Regions from separate parts of the Mus musculus genome. Here regions 2, 3, 4, 5 and 6 are each linked to region 1. A link is a contact called in public HiChIP or PLAC-seq and promoter capture Hi-C data. All regions are on one chromosome and are shown on one strand. Each heading gives the region's core, a stretch centred on a gene start, on an enhancer-like site or on the middle of the called end of the contact. The rest is flanking DNA. Distances are from core to core; before and after follow the strand shown. Region 1 holds the start of Umps (uridine monophosphate synthetase). Region 2 holds the start of Snx4 (sorting nexin 4). Region 3 holds the start of Ccdc14 (coiled-coil domain containing 14). Region 4 has its middle 43 kb from the start of 1700007L15Rik. Region 5 has its middle 55 kb from the start of Snx4. Region 6 holds the start of 1700007L15Rik (RIKEN cDNA 1700007L15 gene).

The links. Promoter capture Hi-C pulls out the DNA fragments that hold promoters and counts their contacts. HiChIP or PLAC-seq counts read pairs in DNA pulled down with a chosen protein or histone mark. Capture Hi-C pulls out chosen DNA fragments and counts their contacts.
Region 2: a promoter capture Hi-C map of adipose tissue shows a contact between it and region 1, with 2.9 times the contacts expected there. The contact joins the promoter of Snx4 here to the promoter of Umps in region 1. A contact is called at or near these places in 18 of 39 promoter capture datasets (the 3T3-L1 cell line, 3T3-L1-derived adipocytes, the C10 cell line and 11 more), 11 of 115 datasets of contacts at active chromatin or transcription factors (the 230-238 cell line, acute myeloid leukemia, bone marrow-derived macrophages and 8 more) and 2 of 9 other capture datasets (adipose tissue and liver).
Region 3: a contact with region 1 is called in a promoter capture Hi-C map of pre-B cells, with 3 times the contacts expected there. The contact joins the promoter of Ccdc14 here to the promoter of Umps in region 1. A contact is called at or near these places in 14 of 39 promoter capture datasets (the 3T3-L1 cell line, 3T3-L1-derived adipocytes, the HPC-7 cell line and 9 more), 1 of 484 Hi-C or Micro-C datasets (regulatory T cells) and 1 of 115 datasets of contacts at active chromatin or transcription factors (cardiomyocytes).
Region 4: a contact with region 1 is called in a FOXA1 HiChIP or PLAC-seq map of pancreatic cancer cells. The contact joins the enhancer-like site here to the promoter of Umps in region 1. A contact is called at or near these places in 6 of 39 promoter capture datasets (the 3T3-L1 cell line, cranial neural crest, embryonic stem cells and 3 more), 1 of 15 datasets of contacts at CTCF or cohesin (large pre-B cells), 1 of 484 Hi-C or Micro-C datasets (cardiomyocytes), 11 of 115 datasets of contacts at active chromatin or transcription factors (bone marrow-derived macrophages, embryonic forebrain, embryonic stem cells and 6 more) and 1 of 9 other capture datasets (liver).
Region 5: a contact with region 1 is called in a promoter capture Hi-C map of liver, with 2.2 times the contacts expected there. The contact joins the enhancer-like site here to the promoter of Umps in region 1. A contact is called at or near these places in 8 of 39 promoter capture datasets (the 3T3-L1 cell line, 3T3-L1-derived adipocytes, the C10 cell line and 5 more), 2 of 15 datasets of contacts at CTCF or cohesin (embryonic stem cells and large pre-B cells), 18 of 484 Hi-C or Micro-C datasets (B cells, CD4 T cells, cerebellar granule neurons and 11 more), 13 of 115 datasets of contacts at active chromatin or transcription factors (the 230-238 cell line, astrocytes, bone marrow-derived macrophages and 10 more) and 2 of 9 other capture datasets (adipose tissue and pancreatic islet).
Region 6: an H3K4me3 HiChIP or PLAC-seq map of embryonic limb bud shows a contact between it and region 1, with 4 times the contacts expected there. The contact joins the promoter of 1700007L15Rik here to the promoter of Umps in region 1. A contact is called at or near these places in 13 of 39 promoter capture datasets (the 3T3-L1 cell line, HPC-7-derived erythroid cells, cranial neural crest and 7 more), 1 of 15 datasets of contacts at CTCF or cohesin (large pre-B cells), 7 of 115 datasets of contacts at active chromatin or transcription factors (acute myeloid leukemia, embryonic forebrain, embryonic limb bud and 4 more) and 4 of 9 other capture datasets (adipose tissue, liver, macrophages and 1 more).

What each region holds. Positions count from the first base shown.
Region 1 is chr16:33,965,720-33,969,041 of GRCm38.p6, reverse strand. It overlaps Umps (uridine monophosphate synthetase), which reads left to right and starts at 2,004. Exons shown (of 6, transcript NM_009471.3): 1 at 2,004-2,216. The coding sequence starts at 2,061.
Region 2 is chr16:33,249,821-33,253,376 of GRCm38.p6, reverse strand. Snx4 (sorting nexin 4) reads right to left here and starts at 1,921. Exons shown (of 14, transcript NM_080557.2): 1 at 1,776-1,921. The coding sequence starts at 1,916.
Region 3 is chr16:34,688,740-34,692,252 of GRCm38.p6, reverse strand. It overlaps Ccdc14 (coiled-coil domain containing 14), which reads right to left and starts at 1,637. Exons shown (of 13, transcript NM_172824.3): 1 at 1,422-1,637. The coding sequence starts at 1,595. It overlaps Gm35150 (a long non-coding RNA gene), which reads left to right and starts at 1,547. Exons shown (of 4, transcript XR_876043.1): 1 at 1,547-1,615.
Region 4 is chr16:33,335,518-33,339,173 of GRCm38.p6, reverse strand. No RefSeq gene overlaps it. Among named protein-coding and RNA genes, the nearest start is that of 1700007L15Rik, 43 kb to the left of the region's middle. Within about 2 kb of position 1,748, at least 90 of the 459 cell types and tissues checked have an H3K27ac peak or open chromatin away from gene starts, as enhancers often do. A contact at or near this core is called in embryonic stem cells, hippocampal neurons, liver and 2 more, where this site is marked.
Region 5 is chr16:33,305,096-33,308,506 of GRCm38.p6, reverse strand. No RefSeq gene overlaps it. Among named protein-coding and RNA genes, the nearest start is that of Snx4, 55 kb to the right of the region's middle. Within about 2 kb of position 1,551, at least 34 of the 459 cell types and tissues checked have an H3K27ac peak or open chromatin away from gene starts, as enhancers often do. A contact at or near this core is called in liver, neural progenitor cells and palatal mesenchyme, where this site is marked.
Region 6 is chr16:33,378,191-33,382,043 of GRCm38.p6, reverse strand. 1700007L15Rik (RIKEN cDNA 1700007L15 gene) reads left to right here and starts at 1,308. Exons shown (of 2, transcript NR_045709.1): 1 at 1,308-1,528; 2 at 1,665-2,190. Zfp148 (zinc finger protein 148) reads right to left here and starts at 1,269. Exons shown (of 9, transcript NM_011749.4): 1 at 1,017-1,269.

The DNA of each region.
Region 1 (3,322 bases), core at 755-3,254:
ATAACATTTGTGTGTGTGTGTGTGTATGTATGTGTGTATATGTGTGTGAACGTGTGTGTATGTGTGTATGTACGTATGTGTATGTGTGTATGTATGTGTATGTATGTATGTGTGTGTGTATGTGTGTGTATGTATGTGTGTATATGTATGTATGTGTGTCTGTGTGTGTATGTGTGTATGTATGTATGTGTGCGTCTGTGTGTGTATGTATGTATGTATGTGTGTCTGTGTGTGTATGTATGTATGTGTGTATATGTATGTATGTGTGTATGAATGTGTGTATGTGTGTGTGTGGGTCTGCAGAATCTGGTTCTCTCTTTTCACCATGTGGGTCCAATAGACTGAATTCAGGTCGCCAGGCTTAGTGGCAAGTCTCTCCTTCACCCACTGAGCTACCTCTTACTGGCAGTTGTCTTTTTTTCTAACTAAAACTTCTGCTTTTTCTCCCAGTGGGGACACTGAGGTAATATGGTTGTCCTCTCTTTCCCCTCAAATATTTGAAAGCCTGGCAAGCTTTAAAAAAAAAATCCCATCAGTGGCCCAGCAAGATGGCTCATCAGATAACAGCGCTTGTCACCAGGCCTGAGGATTTGAGTGTGACCCACAGGCCTGCAGAGTGAATGCAGAGCTTCAGCTTCAGCTCCAGCTGGATCGCACAGGTTTATGCATACAGGTTGGTAGGAGGCTTGATCAGGCTTCCAGTGTCTGCAGGTGATGCACAGCTGGGAATGAGGCTGATCTATTGAGCATTCTGTCAATTAACAGCACACAGAGATGAACGTAGTTGTTGACCTAGCAAGAAGAACAAAGCATTTTAACATCTGAATTCTTATTTAATCAAGGCCTTACTGAAGTTGCTGGTAATGAGAAACAACTGTCAAGACAACAAATTTTACCTGTCATGGTGGTGAACACTTTTAATTCAAGCACCCAGGAGGCAGAGGCAGATGGATCTCTGTGAGTTCGAGGGCAATCTGAGCCTTCACTACATTGTGAAGTCTACATCAGGCTGGGTAACATAAGGAAGCCCTGTTTCAAACCCAAAACAAACGCTGGGATCTATGGGGGTTTCCACGCTGGGAGCTCAACACGATCTCTTTAGAGAAAACAAAGAGACAAAATGAAATCTCAGTCTGTTTGATAAGTGGCATTTCCTTAAAATAGGAAAATACAGTCAATCCCAGCACTTGAGAGGCAGGTGGATCTCTGAGTTCGAGGCCAGCCTGGTCTACAGAGTGAGTTCCAGGACAGCCAAGGCTATACAGAGAAACCCTGTCTCAAAAAAAAAAAAAAAAAAAAAAAAAAAGAAAAAAAGAAAAAAACAAACAAACAAACAAAAAGGAAAATACAGTCTTAGGGGATTATCATTATTATTAACACAGGCTCACTAGATACCTAGGTCAGCCTTGAACTTGGAATCCTCCCATTTCAGGTTCTTACATAGCTAGGACTACAGGAGTTCACTTAACCAGCTAAGGGTTTTGTAAACCAAATATGCTTGAGTTTTCAAACTGCCCAACATTCCCCTTCCAGTTAGCCAATAGATACTGTCAGTTGATCCTCCCTAACTGGCCCCACCCTTCTTCATCTGGTACACTTCAAGTGGTCTAAAGGAAGTTTGTCAGCCCCTGAGTGCACGGTGACCTGCTTCAGATTTCTATGTGCAAATTACTATGAAACTCTCCCACGCCAACTGCTGTAAAATTAATACAAGAAGGTAGCCACAGGCTCTGTCTTAGAGGATTTTTATTTTATGGAAAGAAACCCTGAGAGATTAGGGAAGTGGCTGTTAACAGTGACTGGATCAGATAAAGAAGCGCTCAGCTATAAACAAAACAAACAAAATAAAAAATGAACGAAGCCTACAGATCCCTCCGGGGGAAATCAGGCTTCGATCTAGCTTTCAGGTTTGAAAACCCACCTCCCCAACCAGGAAGCATCTAGAACACTCAATGAAGCCCGCGGCCCGGGCCGGAAAGGGGGGCGGAAGAGGCGGGACTTCTGGGTGACGTCACGGGCCCCAAGCCCCTCGGCTTCCAGAGCGAACTGAGCGCGCGAGAATGGAGGTCGCCAGCCAAGCCCTGGGCCCCTTGGTCACCGAGCTGTATGACGTGCAGGCTTTCAAGTTCGGGAGCTTCGTCCTGAAGAGCGGGCTCTCCTCCCCAGTCTACATCGACCTGCGGGGCATCGTGTCACGCCCGCGTCTTCTCAGTCAGGTACCAGCCCCGAGGGACGGGATGGCTCCGGGTGGCGGGAAAAGAGAGCAGGAGATGGCGGGGGTGGCCGAAATTGGGGACAAGGGAGAGCCACAGACCAGGCAGGCAAGCCCTCCCGACTGCTGGTCTGGAGAGTGTGGAGGAGCTTGGGGACCGGGAGCCTTCAGCTTCTTTGAGACCTTGTTTCTGGACCGATCGGTGTAGACACGTGTTTTGCGAGAGTCCGGGTGTCCTGTTGGGCTCTGGCCGGCGGAGAAGTCCTTGAGTGAGTTCTGTGTACCTAACCCCCAGAAAGTGACAATTAGGGAGGAAAGGAAAAGGCGGGAGGGTGGAGAAATTAGTAGCGGATCAAACGACTCGATTTAATAGTGCATGGCCAGTAGCAAGAAGTGAAAGCCATATGGTGGATACCAGAAAGGCAGAATTTTTTGGTTGGCAAGGGTAAAGTGTGCACTTAGAGGTTTCTAGCCTGTTGTTTCTCAAACCTCGTGTCGGTTGTCTGTGAGTCACCGCCAAGTCGGCCTTGAGGCAGTGCTTTCTAGAATAACAAGCCTCCAGCCGAACTGCATGCAGATGGCATTTAGAATAAAAGGTTAGAAATGGCAGGAAGTGTTGCTAGGGACTCTGTGTGGATTATAGATCATTGTGAAGTTTGTATTAGCGTTTATAGTGGGTGTGGGTGTGTGTCCAGGTGTGCACGTGCCGTGGTACACTTTCGAAGATCAGAGTGTGTTCTCGCCCTCCCTCTCTGTCTTGAGGGTTAAACGGATTGAACTCAGGTGGTCAGGCTGGGCAGAAAAACCTTTACCAGAGGAGCCAGTGTGCCTGCCAGAATTGTTAATAAATAAAGCACTGGGGTTGGAGTCAAAAGTTAAAGGTCCCACTTCATAGTGCTGCTCAAGGCCAGCCTGGGCTACATGAGAATTTGTCCCAAGACCAAACATACTAATGGAATAGTTAAAAGTTACTAGTGGCTACTTTGTTGCCTAGTGTAACTGTAGAATATTTCCATTATTTGCAGAGGTCTATCAAGACATAATATGTATGTAGCCAGGTATGGTGGTGCACATCTATAATTCCTGCATTCAGGAAGCTGAGGCAGGAGA
Region 2 (3,556 bases), core at 672-3,171, 720 kb after region 1:
AAATCTTCAGAGTACATACTGCTCTTGTGAAGGACCCAAGCCCAGTTTTCAGGACCCATGTCAGGCAGTTCCTATAACTACAGCTCCAGACAGTCACACCCACAGTCACAGAGTGATACCCACACACAGATACATACAAAATAAAAAAGAAACTCATGTCAAAACTATGTATTAGGGCTGGCAAGATGGCTCAGCAAGTAAGAGCACTGACTGCTCTCCCGGAGGTCCTGAGTTCAAATCCCAGCAACCACATGGTGGCTCACAACTACCCATAATGAGATCTGATGCCCTCTTCTGGTGCATCTGAAGACAGCAACAGTGTACTTATGTATTATAATAATAAATAATTATTTAAAAAAAGAAAAAAAACTATGTATTAGCCAGGCATGCCTTTAATATCAAGGAGGCAGATCTCTGCATTGCAGGCCGACAATGTCTGGGGCTTGTAGGGAGGGCTACATATTATATGATGACAATTATAGGACATGCCTGAAAGGGAAAACAACAGGAATGAAGAAAAGAAAAAGGAAAGAACAACAGGAGAGGGACAGAGAAGAACAGGCAGCGTAGAGGATTTTTTAGGACACTTAAAAGTTCATGTGACAGTGTGTAAACTATGGACTTTGGGTGACAACCTGGCCTCACCGCGTATAACATAAACGAGTCTGGTAAGAAGCGTGGACAAGGCACAAGTCTGAATATGAGAACTGAGTATACGGGAAAATCTCCCCATTTCTCTTTCAATTCTACAGCGACCTTAAAACTGTTCTCAAAAATCAAAGTCTTAGCCGGGCGTGGTGGTGCACGCCTTTAATCCCAGCACTCCTGGGAGGGGAGAGGGCAGATTTCTGAGTTCGAGGCCAGCCTGGTCTACAGAGTGAGTTCCAGGACAGCCAGGGCTATATACAGAGAAACCCTGTCTCGAAAAAACACAAAACAAACAAACAAACAAAAAGTTAAAGTCTTTAACTTATAAGCACACATAAATGGTTTAAGTAGTCAAAACCTCCAACTGCTGAGAAGTTCCTGGTTAGCTCTCTCGAAACTTAGTCCTCTCTAGAGACGCATCAATCATAAAAATGTACGGGTTACCTTAGCATGAATACCTACTGGGGGTGAGGGGGCAACAGCAAAATGGCTGGACAGGGGCTGAGCAACTGAGGGTCAGGGAGTTCAAATACAGGGCGCTAATGAGTTTCCTAAACATTTGTTCATCAGAGTCTACAAATCCGTCACGACCCTTTGGATGGATGCACTCACAGATTGACAACGCGACACTCCCTTAACTCAAAAGGTGAGAAACACCAGTTATCACCGAGGGGCGGGGATTGCAGGAGGAAACATTATAACGACATTACAGCTAAATGGAGAGTTCAACAAATGTTTCTTCCTCTGTCCCTTCTCTTTAACGTGACGCTGATGTCTATTTCCCGACGTGTCCATAGGCCAAGCCCCCCTTACTGCGCACACTCGCCTCTCACCAAGGGTGTAGCCGCCTCCCAGCGACCCCCTCGGCCGGCCGGAAACAGCAGCGAGCCTCTTCAGGGCCAGACCCCGGGGGACGCGCCCACTGACACCGCGGGCCACGCCACCACGGACACGCGTGACAACGCCCACGCGGCGCTCCGGCACGCCGCGCCTGTGAGTCCATTTCCACTCCGCATCGGGTCATCCTCCGGTCTCGGGACCGCACCCACCAGACCCAGCCAGGGCGGCCCGGCCCGGCCCGCTAGGCCCGGCCCCAGACCGGAAGCCTCCGCCGCCCCTCTCCTCACCGTGTCGACCCCTGAGCCGTCTTCTCGGGTGCCCTCGTTCTCCTCACCGACCGCGGCCTCCAGCACAGCGCCAGGGCCACCCAGCGGCTCCAGGGGTCCAGGCTGCAAGAGCTTCTCGGGGTCCGGAGGTGCCTGCTCCATAGCTGTAGTTTGGCACCGCGAGTCCAGTGCGCCTGCGCGGGGCCTTGACTCCAGCCGCCCCGCCCTCTGCTTGTGGTAGCTCCGCCCTGCGCTCTCGGTAGTCCCGCCCCTGCCCACAGAAACTCCTCCTAGGCAGCGGAGACCCCAGAACGCTGGACCACCAGCCAAGACCTGCGACCGAGGGAGGTAGGGGAAAGCTAGGGCGACTACAGAGGGTTGGCTACAAAACTGGTAATCTGGGAGAGCCGGTAAAGACATAAAGAAACTAAAGTGAAGTGAACTCAAGAAGTGCAGAAGCCACTCAGATTGGCGATCCCCTCAAGTAATTGTGTCATTAAAAAGAAAGGGAGATTGTCTTGTGACCATCGCCCTTACCTTGCATTCACAATTCCGTTTCCCCTCGCAAAGACCAGAGCAGCATCAATTATTAACTTTTAGAGAGTTGAGTAACGCATTCAGCAAAAGATAACGCCTAAAGATTTGAGAGGTAAGATGGCTGAAGCAGGCTGGAGAGCGCCATTGTTAAGTAAGTGTTTAAACTTTAGACGCTAAAGCAATTTAATTTTCTACAAGTCTCTTGTAATTTCCTGAACCTACCCCTTGGCAAGATTCCCTGTGGTGACCTGAAGAGAAATGTTCACTGACTGTAGCCTAAATATGGGACCTTTGGGTTGGTATTTTTGTACAAAACCTGGTCTCGGACCAAAACTGATTCTTGCCAAACATCCTTTTCCGGGTTGTGAAGCACAATTTCTTCCTCCTGGAGTTTTCTCCCTGGCTTGGTGGCAAAGTTCCATTCATGCTCAAAGCACTTTCTCTTGTTATTTTACAATAATTTGTTCTAAATCCAGCTTCCTCCAGCTAGACTCTAGACTTCTTTAATGCAGGGACCCCTTCTCCTATCCTTTCCCTGTTCCTTCCTTACAGAGCCTGGACTATTTATGTATTTAGGTATTTTATTGTTCGCCAGGGATTAGTTAGGTCCGGCAAACCCCCAGAAAACATGTTTTTAAATCAGAAGACTTTTTTTTTTTTTTTCCGAGACAGGGTTTCTCTGTGTAGCCCTGGCTGTCCTGGAGCTCACTCTGTAGATCACCAGGCTGGCCTCGAACTCAGAAATCTGCCTGCCTCTGCCTCCCGAGTGCTGGGACTAAAGGCGTGCACCACCACCACCCGGCAGAAGACTATTTTATTAATCACACAAGGATAGATTTGTTCTCATTATCTTGTGATCTTTTCCCAGTTTCTGAGATCTCAGAAAACTAGATCCTAAAGCCGGCAGGATGTTCGTTGTGAGCTGACCAGTGGGTGACAACGAGGAAATGACACCTGGCTTTGTAAGGCCTGAAGGAGACCATATTATTGTCTACTGTTTTGTTTTGTTTAAAAATAAAAGCTAGAAGCCGGGAAGTGGTGGCGCACTTCTTTAATCCCAGCACTTGGGAGGCAGAGGCAGGCAAATTTCTGAGTTTGAGGCTAGCCTGGTCTACAGAGTGAGTTCCAGGACAGCCAGGGCTATCTAAAGAAACCCTGTCTTGAAAAACCAAAAAAAAAAAAATTAATTAAAAAGTAAATAAATAAATAAATAAATAAAAGCAAGCTAGTCTGGTGGTGGTGGCAGTGCATGATTTTAATTCCAG
Region 3 (3,513 bases), core at 388-2,887, 720 kb before region 1:
AGGAATCGCAAACAGCTCTTTAAAATCTTGATTTCAGCTCTTTTGAATAAGTACCAGTAATGAAGCTGGCTGGGTCACCTTAGCTCTACTTTAAGTGGTTTGGGTTTTTTTGAGACTGGATCTCACTGTTATTCAAGTTGGCCTTGAGCTCATGATCCTCCTGCCTCGGGTTCCCAAATACTAGGGCTACACTTGTGCACTGTCGTGCTCGGCTTATTTTCTGAGGAAGCTATACTAGTTATATTCTCACCAGGACTATACAAGAGTACCAATTTCTCAACACCATCACCAATACTTATTTTGTGATAGAAAATATTTTAACTTCCATTTCTTTGATGACTACAGCATATTTCCCTAGACATATTGACAACATGCAACCATTCAAAAAAGGAAGTCTCAAGACAGGGTTTTTTTTTTGGGGGGGAGGGGGGAGTGCAAAATATACATTAGCAAGAAAGACAACATTATAGGTATGTTGTTAAATGGTGGGAAACAAAGTAAAACCCCAAGTCTACTATATGCCAAGTGCTTTCTAAATCTCCAAGACAGAGATGAAATATTCTAGTAGTAGACTAGCACCAGGTCCAACATGAAGTGATTTGTGGAAGATTGCAAGATGCGGAAGGTGGCCTGAAGCACGCCCAACTAGCGGAGATGTGATGGTGTTGGAAAAATATTCTAGAGACGGTTCTTGACATGAGGGCTAGAAGGAAAATAGAATTAACAGGCCCACCATAATTTGAAAAGACGTGGGAGCACGAAAGGTCAGAACGCCCAGGGCACAGCAGGGCTAAAACTAGTTTAGCTCTATTGGACCTGATTGGATGGGGCGGGAACTGCAAAGGATCCAAAATGGCTCTGTTCCAAGCCAAATGTGTATCTTGAAAATGGGTTTCCCTGTCGTACTTGGAGCAGTTACTAGAGAACATCAAGAGTCACGCGTTTGAGAACGGAGGGCGGGTACAGCCACTTACTGGGAGACTCCAACAACAGAGACAGAAGATCAGTTAAGAGAAGCACCGAGAAGCTGAATCCGGGGAGAGGATTAACTCAAGCTAAGATCCTAAGAACTTCTCTGATAGAGATGTTATTAGGCAGTCGGACAAATGACCAAGTCGGGCAAATTACTGGCTTTGTAGAGGCACAATTGCTGGATAACTACGTAATATTGGAAACAACTGCAAAGCACAGAGCGGGAAGGAGGTCACTGCACTGGTGATAAAGGCTGGGCTTCGAACCCGGGGTCTGACACCAAACTGCGCTCTGGAAGACTGGCACGGCCGCCCTGAATAAAGCATTCATCTAGGGACGTCCTCACCACTTCGGGCGCGCCGCAGTTACTATTTTTTTTCTAGCACCTTCCTAAATCCCCCTCGCCTCTCGCCACCCCACAGTGGACTCATCAGGTCCGCAGCCCTCACCTGGCCCGGTCGAGATCCGGACCTGACCATTTCTCTCAGCCTCAGAAGAGCCCAGGCGTAGGGAAACGAATACTTGAGAAAAAAAGAATTAACCGCCGAGATGTCCGGACCTCCCTTGTCCCGCCCCCTGAGCTTCCGCTTCCGGGAAGAAGGCCGCGGACCGCCGGGACTCATAGCCTCCTTGGCGCTAAAAGGTTTTCCTTCGGGTCGGAACCTGGAGCCCTGGGCGTGCGCAACAGACTCCGCGTGCTCCAGCTTGCCACGCCCAGGCGGAGAGTGGGAGAGGCCAACAGACGGCCCGGGGGGCGGGGCGGACGCGGGGGCGGGGCCTGATGTGGGCGGGGCCTTGCGGGAGGGGCGGGGCGAGGAACTCGTTGGCTTTGCAGCATTCTTCAAACTGGTTGAAGTGGGAACCAGGGCCTGCTAGCCCATTGGGTAAAGGACTACCGCTGGATTTCAGAAGCTTTGTGTACTGTTTTAAGTGTATTTGTTCTTGAGAGTCAATAGAAATCTAACCTGAACAGTGTTCAATGGTTTGGCTGTCTACTTTTTCTATCGAGATAATTGCTGTTGATAAAGGATGGCAGTATTTTTTACCACTGATAGCTGCACTAAATAGAGAATGGTGTTTGAGACACTATATTTGGGATTGTTTTAAATCAAGTTGGAGAGAAATTAACCCGGTTGACTCTTCTTTCTATGGTAAGATGGCTACCTTTGTTAAAAAAAAAAAAAAAAAAAAAAAGGGTTGTGTTGATTTTAAAACCCTGGGACCTGTAGAGACTTAGTGGATAAGAGCAACTCTTGCCCTTGCAAAGAACTCAGGTTGGATACCCACAGGTAGTGGGTCACAACCATGTGACTCCAATTTCAGAAGATCTAGTACTCTCTTCTGCCTCCTCAGGCACCAGTTGTACAAGTGGTACTCACATATGCATACGACATTTTAAAGAAGGATATATATGTATACACACGCGCGCGCGCATAATTTTGCTTGGCCTGAAACTTACAATGTAGACCATACTGGTCTGAAATTCACAAAGACCCTCCTGTTTTTGCCTACCTAATGCTGGTGCTAAAGGTGTATGCTATCACACCCTACTTAAATAAACCTTTTTTAAAAAATGAATTTAAATGGGGCTGGAGAGATGGCTTAGTGGTTAAGAGCACTGACTGCTCTTCCAGACATTCTGAGTTCAATTCCCTGCAATCACATGATGGCTCACAACCATCTGTAATAGGATCTGATGCCCTCTTCTGGTGTGTCTGAACAGCTACAGTGTACTCACATATATAAAATAAATAAATAATTCTTTTTAAAAAAATTAGTTAAAATGTAGCTGAATAGGTAGCACATAAGTTAAGAGCACTAGATACAACTGCAGAGGATCTGAGTTCAATTCCTAGCATCAGCTCACAGCTGTCTACAACTTCAGTTCCAGGGAATCCAGTGCGCTTTTCTGGCCTCTGGTCCCCAGCATGTAGTACACAGACATACACACAAGGAAAACATCTATACATGTAAGAATTTAAAAATAAATAAAATAAAAATATATACATTATATAAATAAAATTATATGCATATATATACACATATACATATTCCACAAGTAAAATCTTCCCATCTGTATAGTAAACACTCCAAGTGGAGGGATTTTAGTATTAGTTGTGTTGGCCACAAGGCAGCATGTTCCCCAGGATACTTATGAATGCCACCTAAAACAAATCTTAAATCTTACTTAAAATGATGAGGTGAAGGTTTTGCAATTTATTTTTAGTAGCTCTGTCTTAGTCAGGGTTTCTATTCCTGCACAAACATCATGACCAAGAAGTAGTTGGGGAGGAAAGAGTTTATTCAGCTTACACTTCCATACTGCTGTTCATCACCAAGGAAGTCAGGACTGGAACTCAAGCAGGTCAGGAAGCAGGAGCTGATGCAGAGGCCATGGAGGGATGTTCTTTACTAGCTTGCTTCCCCTGGCTTGCTCAGCCTGCTCTCTTATAGAACCCAAGACTGCCAGCCCAGAGATGGTCCCACCCACAAGGGGCCTTTCCCCCTTGATCACTAATTGAGAAAATACCCCACAGCTTG
Region 4 (3,656 bases), core at 499-2,998, 630 kb after region 1:
CAAGAGATGGGTCCAGGGCTCAGAGACGGCTCCAAGGTTAAGAGCACTTGCTACTGTTGCAAAATACGAGCTTTTGCCTCCCAGCATCCACGCTGGGAACTCACACTGCCTGCAACTTCAGCTCTGGGGGGTCAAACACTCCTAGTTTCTGAAGACAATTGTACTCACATGTGAGCTACACACACAAGTAAAGATAAATTAAATCTTTTTAAAAACAGAGAGATGGAGACACTTGAATATAGAGTGGGAACACTGAGCAAGCCTGTATTCGGGTCATCTAATCACACCCATGCATGCGTTTCCTGCCTGCATTTGTACACATGGAGGCTGCTAAGAGCTCATGAAATTTCAGAGGGAATGTGCCGTCTTAACCAGGACTACCCTGCCCCTTGCAGAATATAAATAAATATGCTGTCCCTCCCTCAACAGAGCGAGGGACCTGAAAGCCAAACAGACACTGTGGACACAGAGTTGCCCTCAATAAATATTTGTTAAACAAGCACATGCATGAATGAATGAACAAACACATCTTGCTTCCTGTGACTCTGGACAGGCCCACATGCTCAGCACATTTAAATTCCTCCTCAAACACCATTGTTCCTCTGGGCCGATGCTCATCTCACAGAGTCTGTTTGCAAGCCTGCCTCCTTCTCTCAAAGGTGAACCTGGTATTACTGAGATAATATGGATTTTAGCAGGCAGTATTTAGGCCGCGTGTTGGAGCTATTAGAGATTGGAAGGATCCACTTGGGCCAGATGCCAGCTTCGTATGTTTAAAACCCTGGTATAGGTTAGGACTGTAGGTAGGTGGGAAGGTGCTTATGAAGGGCACAGGTTCAAGTCCCAACATAAGGGGTACAGATTTAAATAATAGGTTGAGCTTGCTGTGGTATTTTCCCCCTCCAAAAGGTGACTGGCCCTTGATGGAAGTCCTCTATGGCGGTTTCTTTTGTTGTGTTTGTGTGATTTTAATTTTTGTTGTTTTTGTTTTTCTAGACATGGGTTCTCTGTGGAATAGCCCTAGCTGTCCTGGACTTGCTTTGTAGACCTGGCTGGACTCAAACCAGCCTGCTTCTGCCTCCTGAGTGCTGGGATTAAAGGCATGCGCCACCACACCAGGCAAGATTTAAAATTTGTACTGTTATATCTACTTTGTATTTTGCATGTGCGCTTGTGGGCAAGAACTGGTGAATGTCATGTGTATAGAGGTCAGAGGCCAACTTGCAGGAACCGGTTCTTGCCTTCTAGCTGTGGGTTCTGGGGGTAGGGGTTGAACTCAGGTCATCAGACTTGAGGGTGGCGTTTGTGGGCTGAGCCCTCCCACAGACCCTGCTTCCGTCTGATTTTGAGACAGTGTTTCATGACCTCGGCACACTCAGGTAGCTCAGAAACAAACAATCAAACCAAACCAAAACAACGTCCCCCGGCACCACTTTTGCCTTCGGTTCACCTACCTTTCTTGTCTGCGCTTTTTAAATTTAGGAGAGTATTTCCAGGAGACAGTGATCCTGGAGGGAAATTAGAACAAACGCTTCCTGATCGATTACGAGTCACTCGCAAAACCAGGAAATCTCGTATTATAGAGTCATTGTAGATGGTGACGTGTTAGAGATCAAATATAAACAAACAAAAGATGGACTTGGTAGTTGTTGCTTAATGGGCTCAGGGGCGCCCTCCTGTGGGCCAGTCCCTACCCCGGGCCTCCAGAGACTGCGGCCCTCCCCTGAGCTTCCATCTGGAGCCTGGTCTGTTGAATGAAAGGTATGCACATCCTCACCGTAGAGGGAGAGTCGCCAGGTTCAGCTTTCAAACTGCAGAAATGAAGAGCAAGCCAAATGATGACATCACCGTTGGTTTGCGAGGCTGCCTGCCTCCTGGTGGAGGGCACAGAAGCTTCACTTTTGTCCTTGCTGTGGGACTGGCACTGACTGGCCACTTCTGGCTGAAGGTCAGAGCTGAAGCAGACCCACTACCCTTGGAAATCCCTGTCTTGTTTCTGTCCAGACCAAACCTCCTCCTCTTCTTTGTTTCTTTTTGTTGTGTTTTTGTTTTTTTTTTTTCAAGGCAGAGTCTCATGTGGCCCAGGCTGGTCCAGAACTTGCTTTGTAGCTTTGAACTCCCTGATCATTCTGGCTCCACCTACCAAGTGCTGGGGGTTTCAGGTGTCCGACACCATGCCGTGTAGACAGGACACTCTCTAGGCCAGTAGTTCTCAGCCTTCCTAATGCTGTGACCCTTGCATACAGTTCCTCATGTTGTAGTGACCCCCCAACCATAAAATTATTTCATTGCTACTTTGTAATTTGGCTAATTATAAATCACAGTATAAATATCTGATAGGCAACCCCCATGAAGGTCACAACCCACAGGTTGAGAACCACTGCTCTAGAGCATTCTTTAGAGCCCTGTCTCTCTGGGGCAAGACAAGAACAAGGGAGTGAGGGAGCTAAGAGAACCACCGCTTACATTTGTGGGGGGCACCGCCTTAGCCCATAGCCTGCTTCCCAGTGTTCCAGGCAGGGGGATCAGGAGACCAAAGCCAACACCCACTATTGCTCTTAGTCCCTGCCTGCCTTCTAGAATATTCTACCAGCTTCTGGCTAGGGACCAGCTAGTGATTCTATATCATTTCTAGTTTGACATCGAAACCTCTGAGTTTTCAGCCAACATCACAGCAAGGCCAGTCTCCTCCATCCCTCCCTCCCTCCCTTCCTTCCCCACACCCTTTCTTCCTCTCCCCGTCCCCCTCCCCCCCATCTCCCTTCCTCCTGTCGCCTTCCTCATTTTTTATCCTCCAGAGACTATACCTGAATAGACCACACACATTTTCATGATATTTCCTAACGAAAACTAAAGGAGTAAATTGCAAACCTGCATTCATAACTATTTCTGGGTGCTACAAATTGGTGCTAGCCCTTAGCTGTTTTTCTCTGACCACATAGTTTTCCTATCCTTGAGTGAGACCGTCTCAGTCTGCCTCAGCGCATGCCATTGTCCCAGGACTGACCCAGCCTGGGATTGGCGTCCTTTCTAATTACAGAGAAGCACACACACACCCTCCCCCGCCAGGTCCGGTGCATCTGATATTTCATACCCAGTGTTTGGTTCTGGGTGTCAGATTTTAAGATGCACACTGACAGATTGGAGAGAACAACCAGGTAGTGAGGACTCTGGAAACCATCTTATACCAAGAAGGGGAAGAAAGCAAAACAAAACAAAACAAAATGCTCACCCAGGGCTGGAGAGATGGCTCAGCGGTTAAGAGCACTGACTGCTCTTCTGAAGGTCCTGAGTTCAAATCCTAGAAACCACATGGTGGCTCACAACCATCCGTAATGAGATCTAACACCCTCTTCTGGTGGGTCTGAAGACAGCTACAGCATACTTATATATAATAATAATTTAAAAAATCTTAAAAAACAAAGAGTCAGGCAGTGATGGCACATGCCTTTAATCCCAGCACTTGGGAGGCAGAGGCAGGCAGCTACACAGAGAAATAAAAACCAAAAGTAAAGGAAGGAAGGAAGGAAGGAAGGAAGGAAGGAAGGAAGGAAGGAAATGCTCAACCAGAAGAGAGAGTTTTTTTTGGTTTTGTTTTTTTGTTTTGTTTTGTTTTGTTTTGTTTTGTTTTGTTTTTTGGTTTTTCGAGTCAGGCT
Region 5 (3,411 bases), core at 302-2,801, 660 kb after region 1:
AAGTCACTTTCCCTCTCTGGCCTCAAGCTTTCTCACAACTTCTGGGGAAATGGGGTTGCTTTCTCAAGGAAATGAGAGGCCCTGCTAGGAACACAGAAAATGCATGGCTCTTGTGATGTTGTTGCCTGGGTTAGCCTGGTACTACGTAGTTCAGGATGGCCTCAAAGTCACATAGCCTCTCTTGTTCAGCTTCTCAGGGGCTGGTATCAGAGGCATGGGCCACCATCCCCAGACTGTCAGGTTCTGGACTAGGATGTGAAGAGAGCAGGGGTGGCCATGGCTCAGGGGAGAGCTGATGCCAGCCGAGCGACTGGCACTTGTGGACCACTAGGCCATATTTGACTTGTGCTGGCAGCTGCAGGGAGGAGCAGCCTCCAGCTTTACAGTGATGTCTGGGGCCTGAAGCTTCTCCTCTGGCTGTGGAGTAGACAGACAAGCACGATGAGACCGGCACCTGCCAGTGACCAACCCATGCTGTGAGTTCAAAGATCTCTGTCCGCAAAACACTGAGTGTGGGGCCGGGCTGCTCGTAGGCTGACCATGTGAAGAGAGATGTCTGTGTGCCAGTCCCAAGTACCCTGTCCTCGAGGCTTGAGTGGGTATGGTCTGGCTCCGTGCCAACTGCTTTGTCAGCAGAGGCAAGCAGAAAAACAACCTTTTAAGTCCTTCATGATGTGTGTGTGTTGAAGAATATATGGTGAATCTTGGTTTCTTAAAAAAAAAAAAAACCCAGTTATGCTATGTGCATGTTTTTGTTTTAATCTCAGGTGTGGGATAGAGGTTCCTTTAGTTTGTCCACAGCTGCTGTGATTTTTTTTTCATATTCTAGGAGGGGTGTGATCTTTGCCAGCTAAAAAATTGTTTATATTTGGAATTCTGGCGACTCTTGAGAGGGTATAAATGCGAGAGCCCTGAGCACGCGTGTGGAGGCTGCTTCTGGTTCCTCCTGCTTCCTCCTGGGCTCTGCTGCACTTGCTATTGCTGGATTGCTGGTTGGAGATGTCCTGAAGATAGAGATTGGATTTGCCACGGAACCCAATGCCCCTAGTCAGCAGGAAGTAGTATAAAGAGGTCTATACCTTTCCCTTCTAAACCTCTTTCTTACCTAGTGTTGCGGTGGGAGGATGGAAGGCATTAAGGTGGAATAAGGACTGGAAGTGTGGTAGGTATAAGAACCCAATAAAATAACAACAACAAAAATATCCAAGACAAAAACACAAGGACATACTATACCATCTTTCTAATCTAAAAGTGTGAAAACTTCTCATCTCTTCATTCTCCCAAGTGGAGTGTGTATTTCTCTTTTTGAAATAGTTTTTGGAGGCATTCGGGTATATTCCCAGCCTGGACAACATGACAAATCCTATTCTCAGAAGGACTGGGTTAGGATGTGTGGCTCAGTGGTAGAGCACCTGGATTCTCCCTGGAAGCCCTCCTTAGAGGACAGGCAAGCTCAACTCCCCCTCAAAAGGCTTCACTGCGTAGGACAGTGAGGTATCATCCAAGCCTGGTGAGTCCCCAGAAGACAGTCTCCTCTGAGTAATTACATTGCCAAAATGTAGGTAGAAAGGTCCAAGTTTAAAGGTCTGTTTACTTTATTGCCCTTTTACCACATGGACTGTGCCTGCTTGGTTAATGTTTATTTTGTTGAATAATCTAGTTTTAGTCACATCAATAAAAGTCCGTGCTACTTTTATAAAACAAAAACCAGTTTCAACCAGAGGTTTCTCCTGGGTCCGTTAGCTTTGCTGCCACCTAGTGGCACACTCCTAGAGTGCAGGGCTGGCCATATGGGACAGCCACCAGAGTTCCTTCCCTGGGCTAGAGTTCAGGGACTGCCTATAAGTGAGGTAGCCAGCCTGACCGAGGTTTACTCTAAATTCTAATTTCTACATACTAAAATAGAAAGTTCTCTATATGGGGGCAGGAGATTGTCACAATCAAAAGAACCAATGACCATCAAATGCCTAGTGTCCTGTAATTATTCAATGTCTTGGTGGAGAACTTGCTCTCACGGAGTGGTTTCCAACTGTTTATTATTATTAAGTATTATTATTAGTCTGTTTATTTAATGTGCATTGGTGTTTTATGTGCATGTATGTTGGCATAAGGGTGTCAGATCTTCTGGAACTGGAGTTATAGACAGTTATAAGCTGCCACATGGGTGCTCAGAGTTGAACTCATGTCCTCTGGAAGAGCAACCAGTGCTCTTTACTGTCGAGCCATCTCTCCAGCCCCTCCCAGATGTTTTTTTATAGATTCCTGGTCTCATGGTTTCTGTCACTGACCCCAGTGATATTACAGACAGGCACTACATTGTCAGGCACAACCTAAGTCTACGTTGGTCAGGCACTGTGGACCAGAGGTGAGAGAGAGAGCCCGATCAGGAGGGGTGTGGGTAAATCTAGCAAGTGATATTTAACAAATAAAGAGAAAGTCAGCCAGGAGCCCAAGGACTGGGAGAGGGCTGCCTGGATGGCGGCACAAGGGGGCACTAAGTCAAAAACACTGCAAGATTTTAAGAATGAATGACTCAGCAGAAGACAGCTGAAGATTCCAATTTTATAAATCTATAAATGAATTGAGCATGGTGGCACACATCTGTAATGCTTGTAAACTTGAAGGCTGAGATGGGAAGACTTGGAGTTTGCTAACCTGGGCTACACAAGATGCTGACAAAAATAAGGGGTGCAGAGGTAGTTGTCGCTAATGCGCTTGCCACACAGACACAAGGGCCAAAGAATCCACCCCAAAAGCTGGGCACACTGAGGATCCCATCCCATCACTGAGGAGGAAGTAACCGGTGAACCCCAGAGTTCACTGACCAAGATTCAGGGAGGGAGCATGGCTATGGTTGCCAACTGGACATGCCAGGGAGGCGGAAACCCCAGTTCAAGAACTGCCTCCATCAGACTGGCGTATGGATATGTTTTGGGAGCATTGTCTTGACTGCTAATTGATGCGGGAAGGCCCAGCCCATTGTGAGCGGTGCCTTCTCTGGGTAGCAGCCTGGGCTGTATAAGAAATGTCAGCTGAAGTGCTCCTGTGGGAAAGCCAGTGTTCCTCCATGGTCTCCACTTCAGTTCCTACCTTGAGCTCCCTTGATGGATTGACACCTGTAAGCCAAATAAACCTATTATTCCCAAGATGCTTGTATCACAGCAACAGAAAGCAAAGGACATATACCTTTAAGGTAGGTTAAAATGGAGAAAAGAAAACGAGAAATTAGGCAGCTGGGTGTTGCTGTAGAAGAGAAGCACTATTTGTTGAGACAGAGTCCCACAGTGTAGCCCAGGCTGGACTCAAATTGCTTGCTGATCCTTCTATTCCAGCCCCCTAACTCCTAATATGACAGATGTGCACCACATCTAATGATGCGGGAGATTCTGACACATCTACACTATACTTGAT
Region 6 (3,853 bases), core at 59-2,558, 590 kb after region 1:
ACTCCGTGGCCTCAAGAATGCCCAGAAGCCAGGCGGTTTCTCAAGGTCTCTTTCAAAGATTTTTCAGTTCACTAGTGCGGCACTAAAATGTCTCAAACCAATCTACAGGCTAAGTGACTAAATTCTCAATGACCCCCAACCAAGCGGGGACCCACACTTACCGGATGTCATCTACTGAAGAGCCCAAACAGGTTCCGAACTAGGCCACTCTGGCCCATCTGGAATAACTCTTTAGACCTTGGGCCAGCATTTGATAATTATGCTACATCTGTCTATTCTATTATGCATTCTCTGCTTCTTTTCCAATATTTAGCACTCCTCTGGCTTCAAACGCTCTTCCTTCTATCCGTAGAAACTACTCTAGCCTTCTTCCCCTTGCCTTGGAAACGCTTCGGTTCTTTCCATAATGAAACACCTAACGTATCTGCACAATGAACACCCTCAGAATCCTCAAGACTGCTCCACAGCCACCCCCGGCATTCCTCCACCTATCCGGCATCTTCCCCTCCGGCCCCTTTCTCCCCTTTCGCACTCCTACTCGGCTTCCTGCAAGCAATCCCCTTTTCACCAGCCCCTGCCCTTCCCTGCAGCCAACGAGCACACCGAGGCAGCAGCGGCGACCGAGGCCTGCGGTGCAGAAAGCACTGCACCAAGACGGCGGAGAACCCCAGGGTCTGGCCGGCCTCGTCGCCCACAGCCTGGCACCCCGAGGCCTCCCCGCGTGCATCCCACCTTCCTACCCGACACCGGCCGCAGGCCTCGGAGGCCGCCCGCTCTCTCGCCTCCGCCGCCCCCGTCATTCTCCGTTCTCCAAGCCCCGACCCACCATCCTCGCGTCCCCAGCCCCGCGCTCCCCGCGGCCTGCGCCCGCCGCCTCCCGGGCCGCCCCCCGGCCGGCCGGCCCGCCGCTCCTGCGGGTCACACCGTCGTCGCCGCGCTCCCCCCCCCCCGACCGCGCGCCGCCCCCTCCCCTCCCCCGCCCTCCCGGGCCCAGGCCTGCCAGGCCGAGCGTTTACCGCGGGGCTGGCGCCGAGGCGCGCGGTCACTGACTGCAGGCGGCGGCGGCTCCGACCTTCCCACGGGCCCGACGAGGAGGGCGAGGGGGAGGGGAGAGAACTTTTGCTGTGGCAGCTCCGGCGACAGCTCCCACCCCTGCGCCTTTCTCCTCTTCCTCCCCCTCCTCCTCCTCCTCCTCTTCCTCCTTCTCTTCCTCCTCCCAGAGCAGTCGAGAGGCAGACATGGCGCGGCTAGAGCGTCGCCGCGGTCGCCGCCGCTGCCGGCGCGGTGCATTATGGGAAGCATCGCACACAGGAAGCGCTCCGGGCCGCCGGCCCTCGCTTGGCGCGGAGACCTGGCTGCGAGACCAAGCGTGGCTTTGATTCTGGCGCCTGCGTGTCAGCAGCGCGGCGTGGCCGGGAAAGCTGGGCCCCGCTCTGGGGGTCCCCCTGATGGGCCTGAGAGGAAAACGCTTTGAAATTGATGGGAGCTGGGAAAGCCACTGAGAGGGACGTCCTCCCCTTGAGGCTGGGTGCGTGCCTGGCACCCCGAGAAGTGAAAAATGGGGATTAAATAGCGGCCCAGGCCCTGGGAAGTGGAAGGGGCGGGAACGTCGATGAAGGGTTTAGCCAGGATTTCTTGGATCTTTCTTTTATTCTCTTACCTAGCCTCTCCTCTTTTTCCGGAAGATGCTACCCTGCACCCTTGAAACTAGAAAACCTGGTTGGAGTCTGCAAACCGCGATGCAGGATGTGGGCACCGAGAAAAAGCAAGAGATCCCAGTCAGGACTTCGTTGGCCCAAACCACGGTCTGCATGTCAGCAAAGACTTGGTTATAATCTCTGCATACCTAAGATTGCTTAGTTGAGCCATCTTTTGGCAGCCCTTCGACGACCTTCACTAAATCCTGGTTTCTTAGGAGCGCCCTCATTTAACACCAAGGCCCTTTAGTTGCCTATACAAAGGGAGGGCTTACAGTTAATGACCTTTGTGCCCACACAGTAGTACAAGGTCAGCTAACTTAATGTGCCCAGTGAATGTCGATCGGGTTATTGGGAACTTCCTGAGAGATGGAGCACCTTCGTTAGGATTTCTGTTTCACAATCTCAAGGCTTTATTTTAGCACCTCTCTGCAATACTTAAACATAACCTTTGAGGTGAGAGGGAAAGGACATTAAAATATCTACATAACCATTTCTGGAATTCTCTCCTTGTCCACACCCACCTCCCCACCCCTTGAATGTTCATTTGAATAGGCTTTTTGGCCAAACTCCAAACTCCCGCATTATGCACTTGTGATGACACTGAATTAGATTACTGTCTGCAAGGTTAATATTCCCTCAGGCGTTAACCTTAGTAAACCGCGACGCCTTTTGAAGTAGCTGAGGCTCAGAAGTTCAGCTGAATTCAAACACAGTTAACTAAGAAAAGCAGGGATGAGCCCACAGCCTCACAATAAACTCTACTTGAACCTTCTCCACTAAAAAAATATAAATTTTAATAAGATGACAGTGCATATTCTGAATGCTAATTGTAACAAAACCGTGATACAAGCTAGAGCAAGGGACAGTTAGCTGGAGGACAGCCTTCTGGCAACTTCTAGCAACTGCAGTGACATCAAATTCAGATGTATTTTTAAAAAGGGAAGAGAAGAAAAAAAAAACCCTCTGGCAGCCAAGAAGCTAACTTTTAGGTTTAAGCTGTGGTAAAGCTAATAACTAGAAAGAGCTAAAAGCCTAGGGTCACACCCAGTGGACTAAGATGAATAGGGTTGCCACTAGGAATACATCTCTTTGTTTCTGAAGAGAATTAAGACAAGGAAGAAACAACCATCTAAAATGGGCAGAGTGGAGAAGACTACTGACCATGCCTTCAAAGTAAGAGTGATTGAAGGCTCTTGAAATTCTTGCTGGTCCATTTTTTTTATCCAGACTGCTGCTGCTTACCTTCCAATACCAGTCTTGGCCACGCAGCTTGCTTCCTTTCCATCTTAAATTTCTTCCACTCACCCACTTTAAAACAATGAGAGACAGCCATAAGGTAGTGACGTTAATCCCAGCACTCAGGAGGCAGAGGCAGGGGTATCACTTGAGTTAGAGTCCAGCCTGGTCTACAGAGCAAGTTCCAGGACAGCCAGGGCTTCACAGAGAAACCCTGTCTGAGATGGCTCAGCATTTCAAAGCACTTGCTGCTCTTTCAGAGGGCCCAAGTTTCCAGAGCACCTGCACACACATGGCAGATAATATGCACAAGCACACACCATGAATAAAAATAACTCTTTAAAACAAATGAAGGATCAGCAAGGGGGTTCAGCAGGTGACCGCACTTGCTTCACAAGATAGCAACCTGAGCTCAACTCACACTAAAAGTAGATGGAGAGAATCAATTCCACAAAGTTGTTCTCTTTTTTTTTTTTAAAGATTTATTTATTATTATGTCTAAGTTCACTGTAGCTGTCTTCAGATGCACCAGAAGAGGGCATCAGATTTCATTACAGATGGTTGTGAGCCACCATGTGGTTGCTGGGATTTGAACTCAGGACCTTCGGAAGAGCAGTAGGTTCTCTTAACCACTGAGCCATCTCTCCAGCCCCAAAGTTGTCCTCTTAACATCCACAGGGGCACCCCTAATGATAAATTTTTAAAATGACTGTACACTTATACGAAGTTACAAATACAGGGCAAAACAACTCCTTTATCTCTTCACCCAGCTTCTCCCAATGGTGTGATATAAAACTATGGAGAGCCATCAACAGCAGCAGATTGGCAGGAGCCTGTTACGTAGTGCCCACAAAACCGGGCAGTATCTGTGACCTTTGAACCCATGTGCATCCTCCAGGGGTTTGGTTTGGTTTGGT